Regions from separate parts of the Mus musculus genome. Here regions 1, 3, 4 and 5 are each linked to region 2. A link is a contact called in public Hi-C and promoter capture Hi-C data. All regions are on one chromosome and are shown on one strand. The core of a region is the stretch at or near the end of the contact, and the rest is flanking DNA. Distances in the headings are between cores, read along the strand shown.

What was found. Promoter capture Hi-C pulls out the DNA fragments that hold promoters and counts their contacts. Hi-C and Micro-C count contacts between places; a contact is called where the count stands out from the background.
Region 1: a promoter capture Hi-C map of liver shows a contact between it and region 2, with 5 times the contacts expected there. The contact joins the promoter of Rplp1 here to the promoter of Map2k5 in region 2. A contact is called at or near these places in 1 of 39 promoter capture datasets (liver) and 2 of 484 Hi-C or Micro-C datasets (B cells and rod photoreceptor).
Region 3: a Hi-C map of regulatory T cells shows a contact between it and region 2, with 10 times the contacts expected there. The contact joins the promoter of Anp32a here to the promoter of Map2k5 in region 2. A contact is called at or near these places in 2 of 39 promoter capture datasets (erythroid cells and pre-B cells), 1 of 484 Hi-C or Micro-C datasets (regulatory T cells) and 1 of 115 datasets of contacts at active chromatin or transcription factors (embryonic stem cells).
Region 4: a contact with region 2 is called in a promoter capture Hi-C map of liver, with 5 times the contacts expected there. The contact joins the promoter of Ints14 here to the promoter of Map2k5 in region 2. A contact is called at or near these places in 3 of 39 promoter capture datasets (hippocampal neurons and liver), 2 of 484 Hi-C or Micro-C datasets (B cells and CD8 T cells) and 1 of 9 other capture datasets (liver).
Region 5: a contact with region 2 is called in a promoter capture Hi-C map of liver, with 2.4 times the contacts expected there. The contact joins the promoter of Glce here to the promoter of Map2k5 in region 2. A contact is called at or near these places in 2 of 39 promoter capture datasets (erythroid cells and liver), 1 of 484 Hi-C or Micro-C datasets (CD8 T cells) and 1 of 115 datasets of contacts at active chromatin or transcription factors (astrocytes).

What each region holds. Positions count from the first base shown.
Region 1 is chr9:61,913,123-61,915,822 of GRCm38.p6, reverse strand. It overlaps Rplp1 (ribosomal protein, large, P1), which reads left to right and starts at 1,313. Exons shown (of 3, transcript NM_018853.3): 1 at 1,313-1,466; 2 at 1,861-1,935; 3 at 2,302-2,540. The coding sequence starts at 1,395. The coding sequence ends at 2,499.
Region 2 is chr9:63,376,459-63,379,195 of GRCm38.p6, reverse strand. It overlaps Map2k5 (mitogen-activated protein kinase kinase 5), which reads left to right and starts at 1,294. Exons shown (of 22, transcript NM_011840.3): 1 at 1,294-2,073. The coding sequence starts at 1,939.
Region 3 is chr9:62,339,990-62,342,689 of GRCm38.p6, reverse strand. Anp32a (acidic (leucine-rich) nuclear phosphoprotein 32 family, member A) reads right to left here and starts at 1,347. Exons shown (of 7, transcript NM_009672.3): 1 at 1,136-1,347. The coding sequence starts at 1,189. It overlaps Gm20346 (predicted gene, 20346), which reads left to right. Exons shown (of 2, transcript NM_001378702.1): 2 at 702-1,188. The coding sequence ends at 766.
Region 4 is chr9:64,959,420-64,962,119 of GRCm38.p6, reverse strand. Ints14 (integrator complex subunit 14) reads right to left here and starts at 1,288. Exons shown (of 13, transcript NM_001077631.2): 1 at 1,182-1,288; 2 at 122-426.
Region 5 is chr9:62,121,245-62,123,944 of GRCm38.p6, reverse strand. It overlaps Glce (glucuronyl C5-epimerase), which reads left to right and starts at 1,336. Exons shown (of 5, transcript NM_033320.5): 1 at 1,336-1,460. It overlaps Mir5133 (microRNA 5133), which reads left to right and starts at 1,351; the gene lies at 1,351-1,427.

The DNA of each region.
Region 1 (2,700 bases), core at 64-2,563, 1.5 Mb after region 2:
AATCCCTAGCCCAGCATGACCTGGATACTTAAAATCAATCCCAGGCAGGGGAGGAAGATCCAACATTCCAGGTAATCTTCAACCACATAGCAAGTTCAAGGCCAGCTGAGGTACATGACACCCTGTCAGGGTGTGTGTGTGTGTGTGTGTTTAGACTGAAGGCCATGTCAAATTCCACTGAGATCATGAACAGAATTTTGATTGGAACTATATTACTTGGAGAAAATTCTCCGTTTTAGGCTCTTATCTGTGAAAACTATATTGCTCTACTTAGGTTCCTTTTGCTGTTTCATAGCTTCTTTGTGGTCCTGAGATTAGAATTTTATTAACTTTAAAGAAACCACTTAATCTAGTATGCACTACATTCTAGTTGCAAGTTTCTAGCACCAAGGTCACCTCTACACAAGCTGACCACACACGAGCTGTACCCTAACCTGAGGGGTGTTTTTATTTAATTGTGTATATGAGCACTTGGGGTTTCTATTGCTGTGACAAAGTACCATGCACTAAAAGAGAGGCAAAGGAAAACGTTTGTTTATTGATACTTGCTTTTGATGTCTGCGCATCAAAGTTACTCTCCTGGTTTTCTAGGGGTTCTATATAATTAGTTGCCGAATTTTATCACGTGGTCTCCTACTTCTGTGGGTTTTTTCCTCACCATACCTCGCGTGACACTTTAAAGAGTGTTTACTTTTATGTGTACTTGAGCGTGTCTGCTGACCTCTGTCAGGATCAGAGCCCCTGTTACTGGATTTCCTGGCACTTTTCGGGGTGCGGGAGCCAAACCTGAGAGCTGCAAGATGGCTTAACTTCCGCCCCTCTGTGCTTTTTCAATGTAATGAATTAAACATTAACCACGATATATTGCATTTGATATGCAACTCCGGGTCCCGGGTGGTATTTATCAACCTCATCACAGACACAGTTACTACGGCGCGCACGCCCGGGGTGAGGGTGGGTTGGGAAGTCCACCACGTGATCCGCAAGGCTTGAGGCGGAGAGCGACTTTTCAGTGTACCCAAGCCGTGGGAACGCGCCTGTCAGTTTAAGCAGTACGTCTCCCCCGATAGCTCTCTCCCTTTAGCCTGTTAATCTCTACTGTTGAGCACTTGTAATATTCGCAAGCCCCAAAGGCCAATCGCACCGGAAGTCGAACGCGCAAATCCGGAACTGCGTTCTGCAGACGCGCCTCCTCTCGGTTTTGGCCCTGCCCCTTCCGTCTCGAGTCGGGCATCGATTGGTCGGCGCGGTCCCATAAGAAGCTGCGCGCAGGCGTATATGATCTTTTCCTCAGCTGCCGCCAAGGTGCTCGGTCCTTCCGAGGAAGCTAAGGCCGCGTTGGGGTGAGGCCCTCACTTCATCCGGCGACTAGCACCGTGCCGGCAGTCTACAGCATGGCTTCCGTCTCCGAGCTCGCTTGCATCTACTCCGCCCTCATCCTGCACGACGACGAGGTGACGGTCACGGTAAGTGCGGGATAACCCCGGGCCGGCCACGTGTTTGTGCGGCGGACACCCGGCTCCGCCCGGACTTCGCATTCTCAGGCATTCGGTGACTTGGAGGCCTGTGAGGCGTATGCGCTCTGTCCTCCCCGCGCGGCCCAACCCGAGACAGGTGAATGGCGGTCCCGAGCGCGCATGTTAGGCCTACTGTTTAGAGTGGGCTGTTTTTATCTAAGTTTTAGGCCTCGAACTCAGGTCGTCAGGCCTGCGGGACAATCCCACAGCCCGCTGAGCCTTCAAACCTGGCCTTGTCTTTTTTAAGGTTGACTTTAGCCCAAGTACGAAACTTAACTCTGTATAAGTGACTGAGTTTTAGCCGCATTCTGATCGTTCTGACGGGTTGGCGTTTGTGTTCCAGGAGGATAAGATCAATGCCCTCATTAAAGCAGCTGGTGTCAGCGTCGAACCTTTCTGGCCTGGCTTGTTTGCCAAGGTAAGTTTTGGGGTTACACTTGGTAATGTACGATTTCCACCACCAGCCTTGATTTTTGTATCTTAGTTTGTACTTATTGATGTGGCTTTTATGTCAGGCCTTCACGGTCCATGGCTTGAGAATGAGTTTTGTTGCCTCTTAAGTTTGGGCATTTGAAGCAGTGAGATTCATGCAAAGTGGATAGCTACATTCTATTTATACAAACAGCTTTATTTCTGGCAAGTGGGGTCAATCAACTGGTGGCAGTTGTATATTGATTCCCTGTAGTCCTGAACATTGCTTTGGTCTCATGGGTGAAAAGAGCTTAATTGAATCATTAAATCTTGCAGCACAAAACTAAAAGCCTTTTCTATGTCTCTGTTGTAGGCTCTGGCCAATGTCAACATTGGGAGCCTCATCTGCAATGTAGGGGCTGGTGGGCCCGCTCCAGCAGCTGGAGCTGCGCCTGCTGGTGGTGCTGCTCCATCCACTGCCGCCGCCCCAGCTGAGGAGAAGAAAGTGGAGGCAAAGAAGGAAGAGTCCGAGGAGTCTGAAGATGACATGGGCTTCGGTCTTTTTGACTAAACTGCTTTTGTTAAGTTGGCTAATAAAGAGCTGAACCTGTAGGTGGACTGGTCTCACTTGTAAGCCACAAAGCTCTTGGAGTTTCAGAGATGGTAGCAGGTCCCAAAAAAATGTCAGGGAAGGAGGGTCTTGACCAAAGCCACCATGAGTTATATAAATAAGACCTGGGTCAAAAGAACTAGACGATCTGGGTAGAGAATG
Region 2 (2,737 bases), core at 45-2,544:
TTGGCAAATGGTGTTGGTTTTCCCTATGGTACTATGAATTTTTAAAAAGACGTTTTAACAAATCATAGGTTAATAGAAAATCTCTAGTTTTGTAGTTAATTTTCCTTAATAATAGAAATAAAGTTTAGATTAAGAAGTACATGGCAAAATAGTGAATTTTTCTTTAGCACTGAAGAGCAGTTACAAAGGGGTAGTTCCAACAGTACCTGGAGAATCGGTCTACGTGAATTCCTACCTAAGCTATTAAGGAATAATAACTAAAAGATGGTCATTTATCTCCTACAATGGCCTTTCAAATGCAACAGGAAAAAAGCCCAAGTAGAGGAAATTATGCCACAAATTTTGGTATTACATTGAAAATGATCAACATTTAATTGTTCCTCCTCTTACATTAATCACATATCTGTTTATTCCGGGGAAAGTGGACACTGGTCCCACCACCCCACGCACTATGTTTATGCATAATCAGCCCCAAAAGGTAGAGATAATAGCATAATTTAATTACAAATAAAGGGCCTACCTACACGTTGCCATTTGTAAGCAATTCTTTTGTATAGACACATAGATCAACAGGATTATGCACTTTAAAATGTGAGGTAACAAGGCATTTAAAAATAACCAAGGTTTACGGCTACTGCCCTGCTATCACTGACTGCATAAACACTGCAATTTAGCTGAAAATATATGGAACAGACGGGATATTTTTGCAACGGTTGAATAAGATATTATGATGCCAGAAATACAGCTGTCCCCAGGCAGTTAAGCGCTCTCCATTGAGTTTCTTTACTGTTGCTTTTGAGTAGGAGATTGCTTGGTACTGTAGGTCACTGGTTAGGGTAAAGGACCTCACTGAAAAATTCATGCACACTTTGCTAACGTGGGAGAAAAAATAGTGGTATTTTGGAACTGTTAATTGGAAGAAGGGGCATAAAAACATGCTTTTTTTTTTTTTTTTCTTTTTTTAATAAAAAGGTCTTGCCTGGCTCTTGCCGATTTAATGTAACAAACCCGCGGATAGTAAAAGGTATATAACTTGACAAGCTGGTGCTGCCGTCTTGTCCTTCACCGCCTTTTCTGCATGATCAAACCTTAAATTGTTTTACGGACAGCCCCCAGCCGTAGATCCGTGTCTTCCTGGGTTTTCTAGGCTCCTTTACCACTACCTGAAGAGATGGAAGTCAGCCAGTCCTAGCACGAGATCCCTGCTCCGCCCCAGCTGCCCTCTTCCAACATGGCGCCCCAGGAGGCGGGTCCCACATGTCGGCTCCCCGGGTTCCGGCGCCATCGCGTTTTGGTTCCGGAGTAACAGCGGTCTAACGGCCGCCTTCCTCCTCCTCTCGCCGCCACCTCCGCTGCCGGGACGCGGGCCTCAGTCGGACGATCCTGCACGCGCCGCGCCCTCCGGTTCCGGCTGCGGTCCGGGACCCGCCCCTTGACCCCGCGGCCCTGGGCCCCCCTGCCTGGTTGGAGGGCAGGCGCCACCGGTGCACCTCCGAAACAGCCCCGACCCAGCCCGCGGCGCCCGGCCACCGTCCCCTTGCCCACCGAGACACTCAGGACGGCAGGACCCTGGCCACTGTACCTGCCTTAAACCAGGCCGTTGCTCCGCTGTCTCCTCTTACTCACAAGGACTACAGAATGCTTGTGGGTTCTGTTTTGTCCACTTTTGTAACTCCAGGACCTTCCGCTCTCTACTAATTCCTCTTGGCCGGTCCCCCAACAGTGCATCCTCTCCTAGGGACACTCCACACGACCTGGGCCTGGTTTTGGGCCTGCAAGCTCCCTCCTGATCGCTCCTCTTCACTTCTCCCCATCTTCTTGCTCCCTATTTATCGCCTGCCTTCTGTCTATCGTTCCCCTTGTCACTTCTTGGGGCTCCTCCTAAGTAGGGGCAGGTCGGTACCCCTCGCCCCAGGATGTGAGACCCTTTAACCTGTAATGCTGTGGCTGGCCCTTGGCCCCTTCTGTGCCATGGAGAACCAGGTGCTGGTGATTCGGATCAAGATTCCAAATAGTGGCGCGGTGGACTGGACCGTGCACTCCGGGCCGCAGTTACTCTTCAGGGATGTTCTGGTGAGTGGTGACTTTAGTGGCCAAATCCCAGCGTTGGGGATTATGGATCTGGATAGGCAGCATCTTGACCATTGGTGGCCTGAGCTGGCCTCTGGTGGGGTCAACTTACCTGTTTTAACCACAGTCTCGGTTAATTGCACTCACTGAAAACTGGTAAATGTGCAGCGCCCTGGGAAATTGATGTATCCGACTGAACCCCTGCCCTCAGGAAGCTCACAGTCTGGACTGTGACTTACACACCAGTGCAGACAACTGGGATGTAAAGAGTTTTAAAACTGTTTCTTATATTTTTCTCAAGTATTTGGAAAGGATTCCTGCCCTCATTCTAGCCCTGTCACTGCTGAGTTTCCTGAACTTGTGACCTGCTGGGAAAGGGACACCAGGGCAATCTTAGTTTACAATGGTTAAGCAAACCTTAGATGCCACTGAATGGGAGACCTAGACTTAACTATCAATATGGAAAGGATGCTGCCTGTTAGAACTACAGCACATCATTCCGTGACAAACACAGCTCAATTTCAGAGATGTTGAGTGTTCAGGGAAAATTTACATCTTAGAATCAACAGTGCATTGCCTTGGGATGCTTAGAATATATTTCACACAAAATTATGAAGGTTAATGTAGGCTGGCCCTTGAGTCCATATATAATATATACTATAAAACA
Region 3 (2,700 bases), core at 98-2,597, 1.0 Mb after region 2:
TTCTGATAAAGTTTCTCGTGCCCATTTATTAACCAAGCGCCGAATGGCTGCCAGGGAGCCCACCCCAGGAGAAGCAAGGACCGGGAAGGTGGGGTGTCTGCTGCCGATGAGGCGTCAGGGTGCCAAGGCTGGCATCTGGGGAGGGAGCCGGGGGCCAGAACGGGACGCAGCCTCCGGGCAACTTACATTAGCGACGCTCGTGGTTGGGGAGGCGCGAGGATTATCTGAGCATTTGCACACTTCACAATCCCTCCCCCTTAACCTAAGGTACCCCCCCTCCCTTTCCGCGAGGAAGAAGGGAGAAAAGACAGCATCTGGCCCAAAGGTGGGGTGGAAAGAGTGAGAGAGAAAGGAGAAGGAAGGCAGACAGAGAAAGGGAGGGAGGGAGAGAAAGGGCGCGTTCACGAACACGACAAAGTTACAAATATGGCTCCCCACCTCTCGCCTCATCCCCGCAGAGAAACGAAGACGCGCTTTAAACTCGAGCCATCTCCCAACTCCGCAGCAGTCGGGTCCCCACGCGCTCTCCCCGGGGTCCTCGGGCTACATTGATCAGAAACTATACCGGACTCGCGAAGCCCAAAACTTATTGTGTGCGAGCGAGCGAAAGAGACTGCAAAGGGAGGGGGCAGGCGCGGGAGGGGGCGGAAAGGGGGTTACGCTTCTAAAATATAACAACCCCTTTTTGTTGTTTAATCCAGGAGGCAGCCCATCTTCTCCTCCCCTCGATCATCTTTTCCATCCAGATGCAAGTCGTGGGAGCTGAGAGCTCGGACGAGGGTGAAATTGCCGCCTTCCCTCCGACCCGAACGCGTGCGCCCCGCCGGCCCCCCGCTGGGTGCACACTCGCACGCACACCCTCGCACCCATACCCGCACACGCGGGAGCACACGCACAGGTAGTCAGTCACACACCAAGGGCAGCAGCGACGGCGGACGAAACATGCTCCGGTGGCATTGCAACCCCCCCCACCCCCGCCATCCAACCTTGCAATTCATTTGCAGTCAGACCCCAAACCCCACACCTTCCCCGGAGCCCCCCTCCATAAAAAAGTGCCTTCCCCCCAAAACACACACGCACACATAACACAAAGTAGGAGAATGGACCGACAGAGATATTTTTGGCAAATGCTCACATCAGAGGGCGTCCTGTTCCGCAGCTCTAAATAAATCCGTTTGTCCATCTCCATCTCTCGCGCTCTCTCTTTCTGCAGAGGATCCTGCGCCAGCGGAATTCAATCAATAAACCCCGAACCCACGGCCGCGCGTTTTAGGACTTTGAAGGCTCAACCAGCTCCGCTCGGTTCTCGAGCCCCCAGCACCCGCGGCGCACACTAACCTGATCGCCGTAGAGGCGGGACCTGCGGCTCCTTGCGTGGAGCGGCGGCAACAAGAGCCAATCAAATGGCGAGGCTTCGGACGCCAGCCAATAGTGGTGGTGGCGGCGGGGGGCAGGGTCCAATGGGCATCCTGCGCAGCGGGCCAGGGAGGCTCAGCCATTTGGCTGTGGTGCCGGAGACGGACCCCTTTAGATACCGGGGCCGCCGAAGAGGAGCGCGGCTGCACCTTGGTGGTTGCGCGCTGGGGGCGGGAGGGAAGGCAGGGCAGGTGCGTGGACCTGAAGGTTCGTGGCCGGGGGCGGGGCCGCAGGTGCGTGGACACGGGAGGGGCGGGGTCCTTGCGGGGGCATCCTCTGGGTGCTGGGCGGGCGGACGAGGCCTGGGGCGCGCGGGCACAAGGCAGGCCCAAGGAGGGCGCGCATTTTTGGAGCGCACGAAGGACAAATCCCACCACACACACACACACCCCGGGATGCCCACTTGGCACAACCCCTCCGACCGGTCTGCTCCCATCTCCGCAATTAAATAATCAAGTCTTAAGTGCATGACGCTCCCACATCCAAAGGAGCGAGGGCGCGATCTCGACCCCAGAGGCTTGGCAATCTGATGCCCTGTCTTAAAAGAAGCAATTCCCCGAGAGTCATCGGGGGGATCTTGTATAGGGCAATTAATGAATGGAAAGGCCGCAGATGGAGAACTGTATAAAATATTAAAAAGTGGAAAAGGAAGGTGCTGGGAACTGCCGATTCTCAGAGCCGAACATAATTGACGGGCTTTATAGGATTTTTTGAGAGAGAGCGTTGCACGTTTCATTCTAATCGTTTGGTTGGATCTGCATTGCCAAAGAGTCGCTAACTGGGGGCACTTACGCCAGGTCTTACAGTTGCTTTGGGTTTTGTTTTTGTTCGACCACGTTACGTTTTTTAAGAAACCTTTACAGCCCTGGTTCCCATTGGGTTACCAGCTTCCTATGGGCAGCCCTCGGACCTCATGGTACTATGTGGATGTCCGGCTGTGAACAAATTACGGGATACATGTTTAATTTTATTCACACAACTTTATCATAGTGTCTTTTCCTATGTGTCTTCATCTACACGCTTCTGCAAACACCCCCAAAGTAATTCTTTTTTTGAGACATTAGAACTAAGTATTTTATTTAGTTAGTTCTTTTAGATCAAACAAATGGATTTGAAAGCTGATAAATGTTTATTCTAAGTAGCTGGAAGTACAAAATAAAACCATTTCGTCTGGGTAAATATGTAATTTCTTTACGTTGTTCATTTGACATTTCTTATCCTTAGATTTTTGTTAATTTTTACAAAGGCTGTATATCTGGAATGTTTCAATTGTATTGTTTCCTT
Region 4 (2,700 bases), core at 39-2,538, 1.6 Mb before region 2:
TTTAAGCAGAGCCACCAGGGAGTCCTGCACTTCTGCTCAGGTGCAGTTTATCCAGCTCTTGTGGGTCACATTTATGCACGGAAGCCTTTATGGTTTTTAAAGCTGATGATCACGCCCTCACCTCTTAAGAGATTGAGAAACAGTTTTCTGGATCAAGTACCAACAAGCACTTCCAGTCCATGAAATTGCTGCTAGCACTGCAATGGGTGACCGCAGCTGTCAGTCTGGCCTTCTCTGAAGACACCTGAGAAGCTGGCTCTTTCTCCTGACTGATGCATTTGTGTCAGGGCCCGAGTGCACTTCCTCAGCCGTGGCCGACTTGTGGCAATCCAATTTTGTTTTTGGGTTGTAAGCACTGGGATAAACGAAAGAATGGAACGTCCCTGAAGGCTGTTTCACTCAAGCAGTCTGGGCTTAGCCACAAAACTGAAAAATAAAAGATCTCTCATTAGTAGATAACACGATGTATTTCTCACTTGGGCTGACTCTGATCAAATTTCCCCACACCGCCCTCAGCCTTTCCAATTGGTACCATTTTACAATGTTTCAGATAACCAAGGGTTTTCTTTCTCCTGGACAGTCTACTCCTGATGATACATCCTCGCCACATGACTGCTCTAAAAGCCATCAATTACATTTATAGTTCTACTCTGAAGGGGATCATTAGCCCATTCATAGCAATTTGACGCTCAGGAATCTCTCAAAGCTCCACTTCAGTTTCTAAGTGCATACACGTCGGCTTTTCTGTCGCTCTGGCTTGCCCTACGAATTCCTCTAAATTCTCAGATGATTAATATCTGAATGGGTAGCCTGAAGTGCAGCAGAGTTCACTTAAGACTGCAACTGAAGAATAGACCTTTACCTTTAAAACGAGCCCAAAACATTTGTTGTATGGAACTCTCGGGGAAAGAGGGGACGGAAGTCTCAGGGTCCAGGGACGGAAGACTCTCAGGGGAGGAAGAAACACGGCCCCAAGCGCGGAATCCTGCTGCTTACAAGACCCGGGCCACACAGAGGGCAGGCCTGTCGCAGGCCCTGGAGCCAGCGCCCCTGAGACCGCCACCCTACGCGGGCCTCAGAGAAGGTCCGCCGCCCGCCCTGTGTTGTTCCTTCCACTCCTTCCCCTGTAACCCCAACCGCCATCGAAACACAGCCCTCAACAGGCACATTCCCTGACTTACCCGGAGCCCATCTCCAGCCTCTGTCCGTCCGCTTAAACCTTCCGTCCGCGCGCCATAGCCGGAACTTAAGGGCCGTGCGACATAAGGGAACCCGGAGGCAGCGAATAGCGTGGGCTGGGCGGGGCTTCCAGCCCACGGGCGCTGGGTTGTGGCTCTCCCGGGACGCTAGGGGGTGCTCCTCCTCTGTCTCTTGCCCACGGAGCCCCAATTTCCTCCCAGGCTGAGCCCTGCGGGGGGTTTCTGGCCCTTCCCCCTTTGTCTTACCCCATTCTGGGTGCCTCCCTCCATTTATCTCTGCTTTGCCTTTTTATTAACCTGTAGACCCCTGGCCAGTGTCTAACATTTCTGTCATTGCTTTTCTTCTTCAGAATTCTCAGTCACACCGACAGAACAGTAGGATGCTCTTCCTACTCTTAAAAAACTGTAATCCCCGGCTGAGTGCTCAGACTGTAAGCACCTGGCTGCCCTGAGTCTAAGTTGCATTGAGATCTTAGTACCACGTTATTTCCCTACCCTGACTTTGAGACCGGCAGAAGCGTGACTCAGTTATTGCTTTTGTGCCTGAGATGTGCTGAAGGTTTTGCTTTTAGGATTCCATGTAAGGCTTTGAGGGTCCCTGCCTGCTTCTCTCCACCAGGTGTCCCTAGCATAGCATATGCCTCAGGGAGTTCCTGGGCGGGGATGAGAGGGTGAGGTGGGCAAAAGGTGACTTGCTAACCCTGTGGGCTGTAGGGGCCTGGAGAATGTCAGTTAGTAGTAGGCCTCAACGGATGCTAACAGAACGCTGGGTAGTTATGGTTCAAAGACCAATACTTCACAACAGCAATTACAAGTGAGAACACAGAGCTCCCTGTAAAGTCTTAGGCATATGGCTTTCTTTAAGCTTATGGGTTGCAAGCGGGATAAGGAAGGGAAACTCTTAGAACTGACTTACCACAACTTGCTCCGTGGGAAAGTGTTTGTTGTTCTTTAATGTTTCCTCTTTCTATTAGAGGTGGCAGAGAAAGCCAACACTAGACTCTGGGGAACCAATATCAAGGCCGCATGGCCTGTAGACTTAGCTTTTGTTTGCTGCAGGACATCTTTCTCCAACCAGGCTAGTTTCAATATTTCAAAAGACCTTGCTATGTTTGAACAGTTATGGGGCTCTAGGTAAGTAAGAATATATAGCCTGATTACTTAGCCGTAATGGGAGAGATCTGGCCAAGACTATGCAGACAGAGGAGTTATCTGTCTAGTTGCTCTATTGTGGTGATGATTCAGCCATGGATTGCTGTTCTAGGCCAGCTTAGATACATGGTCTGGTTTATGACCTTAAAGACTAAACTTAAGTTAATTAGTTTGCTCATTTTTAATGATCTGATAGGTGTTCAGATTTGTTGTCGTCGTCCTCGTTCTGCTGAACAGCTGGCTTTTCGGTGACGTAGAAAGGAATAAGTCTTTTTTTTTTTTTTTTTCTTTTTTGGTTTGGTTTTTTGAGACAGGATTTCTCTGTGTAGTCCTGGCTGTCCTGGAACTC
Region 5 (2,700 bases), core at 87-2,586, 1.3 Mb after region 2:
GTATTGTAGCAGGGAAATAAGGGATGAGAAGGTGGGGACCACAATACACTTTAATTTTCTCAAGACGTGGGATTCTCAGGACAGGGCAGCTCGAGTGGATAGAACCGGCAGGGTAGTTGTGTTCTGTTCAAATAACAGGGGATAATGAGTGTGTTCTGGGGATAAAGGGGCTAAAAAATTGATAATGGGGGTGGGGGTGGGGGTGGGGGAGCTGACTGAGTCTGGGCCTGGCTGAGGTCCAGTGCACAAGGGCAGGAGTTAACCTTGAGAAAGAGTAAGGCTACTTTTTGTGTTGGGCAAGGGAGACTAGGGGAAGATGAAGGAAAGCTACAGGGCAGGCATAATAATGAGTGAAGGGACTTAAATGTGAGGGGGGAATGGGAAAGGCTAGGAAAGCCCAGTTTCTGAAGCCAGTACAGATAAGCACCACAGTTTCCATTCCTTCCTTTTAGATTTATTGAATGCTCTATACCCTACCTGTGCTAAACATTACTGGGCCCTATGGTCTGTAAAGATACAAGTTCTCGGGTTTGTTAGGTTAGCACTCGTTTGAGATTTCGTTCTTCATCTTTGTGGAAGACTTTAAGTAGAACGCACAAATGAATTAGAAAGGTCCTTTGTTGGACCAGATAAACTGGGTTGGAGCTTAAAGCACCCGTGACGATATCATCGCCGTTTGAAATAAAAACGGAAGAGAGTCCGAAATGGGAGAAAGCTACACTAAAGGAGGAGACCGAAGTGAGTAAAGTGAGGCTGTAAGTCTTCAGGCTGGCAGATGGGACCTCCCTGTTCACTTCAGAGAGCAGTGAAAACGCACGGACAGCTCTTCGGTTTAAGCACTATTTAGTTCAGCTTCTCCGCTAAGTGTCTCTACGGCGGCCGAAGAGGACCAAACTTTGCCCAAACCACGTCATCTAAAGTACCTCTGCAACTGCCCAGGTAGCAAACTGACATCGGGTCAGCAACACCTTCGCCCGCAATTTATTGATGATAGGCGGGGAGAATTAGCTCTACTCTTTTGCAATTGGTCACAGGAGAATGCGAGTCCCGCCTTCTGCGCTGCCACCGTTGATTGGTTTTTTGGAACTGTCATTCGAGGACTCTCCGCCCCCTCATCATAGCTCCTCCCCTTAATATGGCCCCTCCTCTTGGTGACCCCGCCTTCTACACCGAATCTAACAGGCTGACGGAGCTGCCATTCGAAGAGCCTCCGTCCCGCCCTCTCCTCCCCGGCATGGCCTCGCCCCTTACCGTGGCTGGGATCTCGCGGGAAGAGCCGCGGGCACGGCGGCGGCTCGGCTCCCCAGTAGCGCGCCGAGCGGGCGGGCTCTCCTCACACGAGCGCTTCCTCGCCGAGAGGCTGGAGCTGCGGCAGCGCAGGCCTGGGCCGCCGTGTCTCTGCCGCTCGCTTCAGTTTTCCTCAGGGCTCTGGGGGCCGCTCGTCCGCCGACGCGCCTCAGGTGAGGGAGCTCGTCGTGTCGTGGCTGAGGGGCGGCCGTGGCAAGTGGGCTCGCGACGGGGGCGGCTCCCGGGGATGCGCGGCGTTCCGAGTGCGGGGATCTTGGGTGACGCGGCGGGGGCTGGGGTCTCGGGGCTTCTTTGGCTTTGGAGTGGGGGTGGGTGGCTGCCCAGGCGGTCCCGGGTCTCTAGGGTCGCGGGAGCGCGTCCTGTGTCCTGCCTGAGAGCCCGGGTGCTGGCATAGCGCGGTTCTGGGACTTGGAGACCATTTCTGGCGATCCCGTGCAGTTGAGGGGCTTGGGATACAGTTTAGCCTTGTCCGGAGGGCACGGGGAGACCTATGAGCGGAGAGGGGTCCGCTTGGCATTCCTGGGGTAAAGCAGGAGGATGTCAGGGTTCCAGAGACTTGGGTTTGTTTAAGGTCGCCATGGGGTGATAAGACGATGCCCGTGTCCCTCCCGGGAAGGAACGGACTGGGTGGGTGTGGGTGGGGGCGGGAAGCGTGCATGGGGAGACCAACATTTGTATTGGGGTTTCTGCTTCGCCCAGAGGGGGGCGGTAACTGTGCGTGATGGTCCCCATTCTTTTTCGGGGCGACAAGGAGGGTGATTTTGCCGTGTGGGCGCGGCTCAGCGGTCTCTGGGTCTCCAGGGGTGCCAGACCCGGTTTCAGGAGCCACCCCATGGCACTGCTTGTGGCTTTCGGTATCTGACGGTCTCGATCTGGTCTCTCTCTCTTTCTCGATGAGATTTAACTCAGTGCTTCTTCGTTGGACGCTTGATCGGGGCAGTTGCCTAGTTGGAGACACAGTGGGCTTGTTCTGCAGTTTTCTTTTCTTTGCCCCAGGATACCTTTGGGGACGCGCTGGTGTCGCCGGAGCTCTGATCTCCGGAGGAGAGGAGAGGAGCGATACCAGACTTGAGCATGTTGTCTGGAATACCTGACTGTTGAGTGAGGGTTTAGATCTGAGGGTAGGGCGGCTGTGCGATTTGGGCTTTCTGTTTTAGGTAGTGTTTGATGGTCTTGCATGGTTAAATCTGTCCTGAATTTGCCTGGGTGTTAGGTAGTGCCAAGAAGCATCCTTTCTAAAGGTTTTGTGGAAGAGGGGTAATTAAAAACAAAAGTGTAGCATATTATGTATGTATGTCTCAAGTCCAGATTTCTACAAAAGCGTCATTGGCAACCTGTTAATGATGCCCTATTGAGCTTCTTTAGAGAATTCTGGTACATCAGTTTTTACCG